Regions from separate parts of the Triticum aestivum genome. Here region 2 is linked to region 1. Evidence: chromatin contacts called from public Hi-C data. All regions are on one chromosome and are shown on one strand. The core of a region is the stretch at or near the end of the contact, and the rest is flanking DNA. Distances in the headings are between cores, read along the strand shown.

Region 1 (3,029 bases), core at 41-2,540:
CATGACTTAATTTTCATATTGTATAACTTTAGCATGACAGATGTTGATTTTTTTTCATATAAATATGATCAAACTTTATGAAGTTTGACTTCAGATAATTCTTATATGCAGAGTAAAAAAGACCGGAGGGAGTATTAAGAATTACTGGAAATGATAAAATGAGCTAAAAGCTCGATAATTCCCACATATCTCGTCCAGTTCGCAGGGAGAACTCGTTCGGACCTAGAGGATTTGATTTAGTCCACCAGGGTCCCGCCTAAACTGTAGCATCACGTACGCTTGGGTTGTCCTTATTTGTGAAACTGCCCAACCGCAAACTGGTCCACCTCTTCGCTGACTGTTCCTATTGACGCTCGATTTGGTCCATGGCTGTTGCGCGTTTCAAACTTCCCACCGCTGCCCCTGAAACCATCAACACCAGACCCCTTCTATGGTTGTTGGTGGAGGGATGAACGCCAATTCTTTCTAACCTCATAAGTTGTGTGAGCCATAGAACACCATTTGCTTCCCTCTTTGGTGTCAATTTCGTAGAAGATGAACTGAAGACTCTTTAAGAGTTGTGCCAAATCATCGGGTATGACTTTTTTTTAGCTTGCTATATCAATGAGATGACTTGTAAACTTCTTCGGTTCGAGTGGACCGATTGGCAACCACCATGAAGTTTTGGTTTCTTTTCATCTAACCTTCAGAGCCTTCATATAACTCTTGGAGCCTTCATATATGTTCTACTATATTTTCCTTAATAACCTAATAAAATACAACGCTAGTGTTTCTCATTAAAAAAAACGGGAGCATCATAGGGCAAAAACGCTAAGGCAGAAATTCTTTAGATAACAATAAGGGACATCAATCTATTACCCACTACAAAAATGGGGTTGTTGGTCATCTTGAAACCGTAATTTGAACATTGATCTTACGTACAAATCAAGTTTGACCATTAACAAGAAAAGTTGATTTAAAATATGAAAACATATATGTATTCTTTTAGATAAATTCGCACTTGTAATTTTGGAGAATCCAATTTAAGTTGTACTTATGTTTTTGAATAGTCCAACTTGGGCATCTGTACTGATATTCTTAGCAAGAAAAAAATCATATAATTTTTTTGCTCGGTCCTTGTATGAGATATTTCTTGTTAGTAGATAAAGCCAAGCTTCCATCCCCTGTACGGATAGTAACGCATGCACCTGCACGGATATTTCGGTCAGTCAACGCTTGAATAGTAACGCATGCACCTCCACGGATCGATATATTTAGCAGAGTACGCAGTGGGTGGGTATCGACGGTGTATACGCGCGCACGCAGAAGATAGGATGAAGCTTCCGGCGGCGGCGCTGTTGCCCTTTCTGTTGCAGCTCTCCCTCGTGGCCGCGGCGGCGGCTCAGGTCACCGGAGCTGCGCCGGGCTGCCCGACCATCTGCGCTGGCGTGAGCGTGCCGTACCCATTCGGCATCAAGGAAGGGTGCTACTTGCCGGGCTTCAACCTCACCTGCGACCGGAGGAACGGCCAAGAGCGGCTGCTCATCGGCGGCGCCGGGAGCACCCTCGAGGTCATGGAGATCTCACTGGCCAAATCCACGGTGCGCGTCAGGAACACCGCTGGCGCCGTGCAGCTCGAGGGCAGCAGGGTAAGCGGCCCTACCCGAGCCGTCGGCACGTGGGGCGGCCTTGGCGCCGGCGCCGCCGGCGGCCCGTTCGTGGTGTCGGCATCGCGCAACAGGTTCGTGCTCACCGGGTGCAACGTGCTGGCCAAGCTGATCGGGGACAGGGACAACGTCATCGTCGGCTGCTCCGCCTTCTGCGCCGTCACCGACGGGCTGAACAACACCGTCTCCGCCGAGGACGTCGCCGAGTGCGCCGGCGTCGGCTGCTGCAAGACGCCCATCACCATCGGCCGTCCCTACTACCGCGTTAATTTCACGGGGATGGACCCGGCCCAGGAGATGGACTCGTTGCTGGCTACGGTTTCGGTGCGCGTCGCGGAGACGGGCTGGTTCGACACGTCGGCCGCACGCGCGAACTCCTCCCGCGGGACGACGGCGATGCCCTTGGTGCTGGAGTGGGTGCTGGACTCCAAGCGGCTCCGGCAACCTCGGGATCCCCCGGGGTGGGCGGCAACGGGCTGCCCCAATGACGCGGGGTCGAGCGAGTGCCGGAGCAGCCACAGCTCATGCAGCAACGTCACCAACAACTACCGCACTGGCTACGTGTGCCATTGCCAGGAGGGCTACGAGGGCAACCCGTACCTCGCCGGCGCCGGAGGATGCCAAGACGTCAACGAGTGCGCGCGGCCTGATAAGTTCATGTGCTCCGGCGTGTGCACCAACACGCCCGGAGGGTACCACTGCGTGTGTCCGCCCCGCTCTCGTGGCGACCCTCGGATCAAAGATGGCTGCCTCAAATCATCCCTAAGTCTAGGTGAGAATATACAACACCATTGATGGTACATAGTATGGGAACATAGCATGTGAGATTGCACACCAGGAGACATAGAATGTTCCTCTGCTTCATATCAGGGAATTTTCCTGAACCATGACACATTTTCTCTGACATTTCTTTTCAGGTTTAAGTATCGGCATAGGAATCGGCAGTGGTGCTGCCCTTCTTTTCTTGGTGCTTGGTGCCATTTTTGTGACCCGGAAGCTGAAGCGTCAGAGGGCAAAAGTATCCAAGCAGAAATTCTTCAAGCAAAACAGGGGACATCTACTAGAGCAATTAGTGTCGCAAAAGGCAGACATCGCTGAGAGGATGATCATCCCCTTGGTGGAGCTGGAGAAGGCAACCAACAACTTCGACAAAGCTCGTGAGATCGGCGGAGGAGGTCATGGCATGGTGTACAAAGGGATCATGTCAGACCTTCACGTCGTGGCGATCAAGAAGTCCAAGGCCGCAATCCAGAAGGAGATCAACGAGTTCATCAACGAGGTGGCAATCCTCTCGCAGATAAATCATCGGAACGTGGTGAAGCTCTTCGGGTGCTGCCTCGAGACAGAGGTGCCGTTGCTAGTATATGAGTTCATCTCCAACGG
Region 2 (3,101 bases), core at 14-2,513, 220 kb after region 1:
TAATCAAATGACAACTCATGTCCATGGTTAGGAAACCTTAACCATCTTTGATCAACGAGCTAGTCTAGTAGAGGCTTACTAGGGACACGGTATTTATTTATGTATTCACACATGTATTTAGGTTTTCGATCAATACAATTATAGCATGAATAATAAACCTTTATCACGAATAAGTGAATATAAAATAACAATTTTATTATTGCCTCTAGGGCATATTTCCTTCATAGCGCTACAACACGATGCAGAGGACCAGCTGCTCATCGTTGTCTGCCTCCGCCTCCCGAACGAGGGCGTCCCAGTCGATGGGATCGTCCTCGCTGTCGGATCCCACGCCGACGCCACTGCCAAACATTGTGGGGAGAGGGAAGGGGAAGAGACAGAGAGTGGAGCGGAAGTGAGAGAGTGAAGCTAGGGTTTGATCTGGGTGTGGATATTTTTCTAAGAAATGGGTGTGGATATTTGTGGGATAGAATGGGGTTCGTGAGGGCTAGGGTGGGCCGAGCTGACATAATGGGTGCGTCTGGGCCTTGCATATCCACCCATATATGGGCAGGAGTGCCGATTAGTTCAGCGTATAGGGGCCTTTTGAGAAGACCAGTTAGGTCGAACAAACATGACCGATCACTGATCGGCCCGTCCTTGCGGTCAGTATAGGGAGTCTGAAGTAAATTATACTTGTATTTCATAATATCGCAACACACAGAAAAAAAACCCAAAGGTACATGTGAAAGAAGCCGTGCGCCCTCGATGATTTGATGTATGGGGAGTAATGCTACATCTCTAAAAGGGTTACTTAAATTTTATTATAGGCGTAATAGAGGATGAAAGGGCCTACCTCTATTAAATTCAGCAGGAGAGAGTTTTTCTAGTACAATGTAATTGAAGTTGTTTACATACAAGTGAGCATGCACTCATCCTATATATATAATCGCACGCATCCACCTTATGAGCATCTCCGAGAGACTGAAACACATAGCATGTTAAGATTGATGAAGTCATCATAGACGCCTCATAATCGATGGAACATCTCCTTCAACTGAACAAACATCATCGAAAAATCTGAAATAAATAAAAAATACGAGTATCAGTGTTAAATTTAGGACTTAACCCTGATGGCCTCGAGATATACTACTAGTTGAGGGGTGGGTGTCCCTGCTCCGTCATCATTTGGCTGCGTGGCCAGGCCACCCGTCTTTGGCCCCAGAGTTATGACGAAATTACCCATGTTTGCCACTGTGAAAATCCTAATCGGTGCCCAGTCCGGCAGGCCCCGTCCCCGTCCAGCGTCCACGCAATAGTCAACGCAGACGCAGTCCCCATTTCTAGGGTTCTCGTCCGCCGTCCAGCGGCTGGCCACCGGCGCGCCCCCACGTCGCCGCCGGCGGGCCGCCGCAAGACCGCCGTCGGCCGCCTCCACCCCCTCATCCACCTCCATTCGCTCCGGCCTCCTCTCCTCCGCTCCGCGGCCACCCCCGTCCACCTCGACCACAGTGACCGGCCGCCGCAGGAGCTCGACCAAGACGACGGGCCGCCGCAGGAGCTCCACCCCCGCACCGCCTTCGCCGTCTCTCTTCTTTCGCTCGGCCTCCCTGTGCCGGCCGGCTCGACCACGACGGACGGCTCCGTAGCAGTTCGACTCTGAGGTAAAAAAAAGCATTTCTTTTGTGTGCTGTACATGGCCTAGGTAGCCATTTGATGTCCCTGTGCACCCCTGGCTGTTCTCAGACTTGTGCTGTTGCCATGCAGTCTAGTTGCTGGTCATGTGCAATACGAGGTCCTGCAAAACATTTGGGTTTGTTGCTACAGAATTTTGTGCGAGTTTGTTTTCTGTTTCCATTTGTGTGCTCAACGTACTGATGCATTGATCCATGAGAATGCTCCTTTGATATGCCGAAATTCCATAATGATCAACATAGCCGCATAATTAGTCAATTATGTTTGTATTAGTGTTCTTATAGGAAAATTTTCATTCTCATTCATATGCAATGACTCGAAAATTCCATTGAATAATTAACTAGGTAATTTGTCGAATAGCTGTATTTATAAACTAAGTCAACCTCTAATATTGTTCTTCTCATTAAATAGTATGCAACCAATCTTTCAGCTTTTGCGGGTATTTCAGAAATTTACCCCACAGCCACATTTCAGACAGCTGGTTTGCCAAATGGTTTTACAGCTTTCTCACAGCACACAGCCTGCACAGCTTTTCCACAGCACATCTCCCGCAGCTGCTTTCAGAAAATCCACAGCCTAACCATACACGACCCAAGTCGCACTGCTTACGCATCGCAAAATTAAACAAATTCTCTGTTTGATACCGTGCTCCTTGACCAAATATCTGACCCCCCCCCCCCTCTGCTTCTGATTGCGTTATTCTAGGTGCCCTGCCTAGTGCGTTGATTCTGCGGAAGCGGATGGCCAATACCCGGTCAGGAGGGGCGAACAATGAGGGAGCAGGGGGCACCAGTGCAAGGAAAGGCAGCGCCGCCACCAATGCAAAAGACCCCATGTCTGCAACGACCTCCACCTCGTCTGCCAGTGGAAGGGAGTCTAGAAGCTTGTCCACACGTGAAACAAGCGATGAGCAGAAGCCAAACCTCAGGAGGTCGAAGCGAGAAACAAAAGGAAAGAATCCCATTTTGACCACCAGTTCTGCCTCTACACCTGTTTCGCAGAAATCTATTAGGGGCAGGAGCAACCCCAGCACACCTGGTACCCCGAAAACGTCAGCAAGGAAGCTAAAAGGGTCGACGAGGAAAGCTAGTACCCCAAGAACGTCCGACAGAGTAAAGAAAAGTACTGTTTCAGCTTCTACTGATTCAAATGATTCAAATGGAGTTTCTAGTCCAGTGGCTACTCCCGACAAAACCGTAAAAGGAGAAATTGATGAACATAACTCAACAAAGAATGATGCTTCCGAGAGTGGTACTATGCCATTGAAGAAGCAGAAAAGGCTAACCGCACAGAGCTATACAAATCCCTTCAAGACATCTTCTGAAGAATATGAAAAATCCCCTGGTACTTGATTTCCCTGTGACTTTGAGCTCATGTTTTGCTTTTCCAATTAACTGGGATGATAGTCACAGTTTAGTTTGCCTGTT

The links. Hi-C and Micro-C count contacts between places; a contact is called where the count stands out from the background.
Region 2: a contact with region 1 is called in a Hi-C map of leaf, with 3 times the contacts expected there. The contact joins the promoter of LOC123122646 here to the promoter of LOC123122644 in region 1. A contact is called at or near these places in 1 of 5 Hi-C or Micro-C datasets (leaf) and 1 of 1 datasets of contacts at active chromatin or transcription factors (leaf).

Annotation. Positions count from the first base shown.
Region 1 is chr5D:449,970,066-449,973,094 of IWGSC CS RefSeq v2.1, forward strand. LOC123122644 (wall-associated receptor kinase 2) reads left to right here and starts at 1,291. Exons shown (of 2, transcript XM_044542930.1): 1 at 1,291-2,418; 2 at 2,564-3,029. The coding sequence starts at 1,314.
Region 2 is chr5D:450,192,002-450,195,102 of IWGSC CS RefSeq v2.1, forward strand. LOC123122646 reads left to right here and starts at 1,264. Exons shown (of 13, transcript XM_044542936.1): 1 at 1,264-1,643; 2 at 2,380-3,018. The coding sequence starts at 2,415.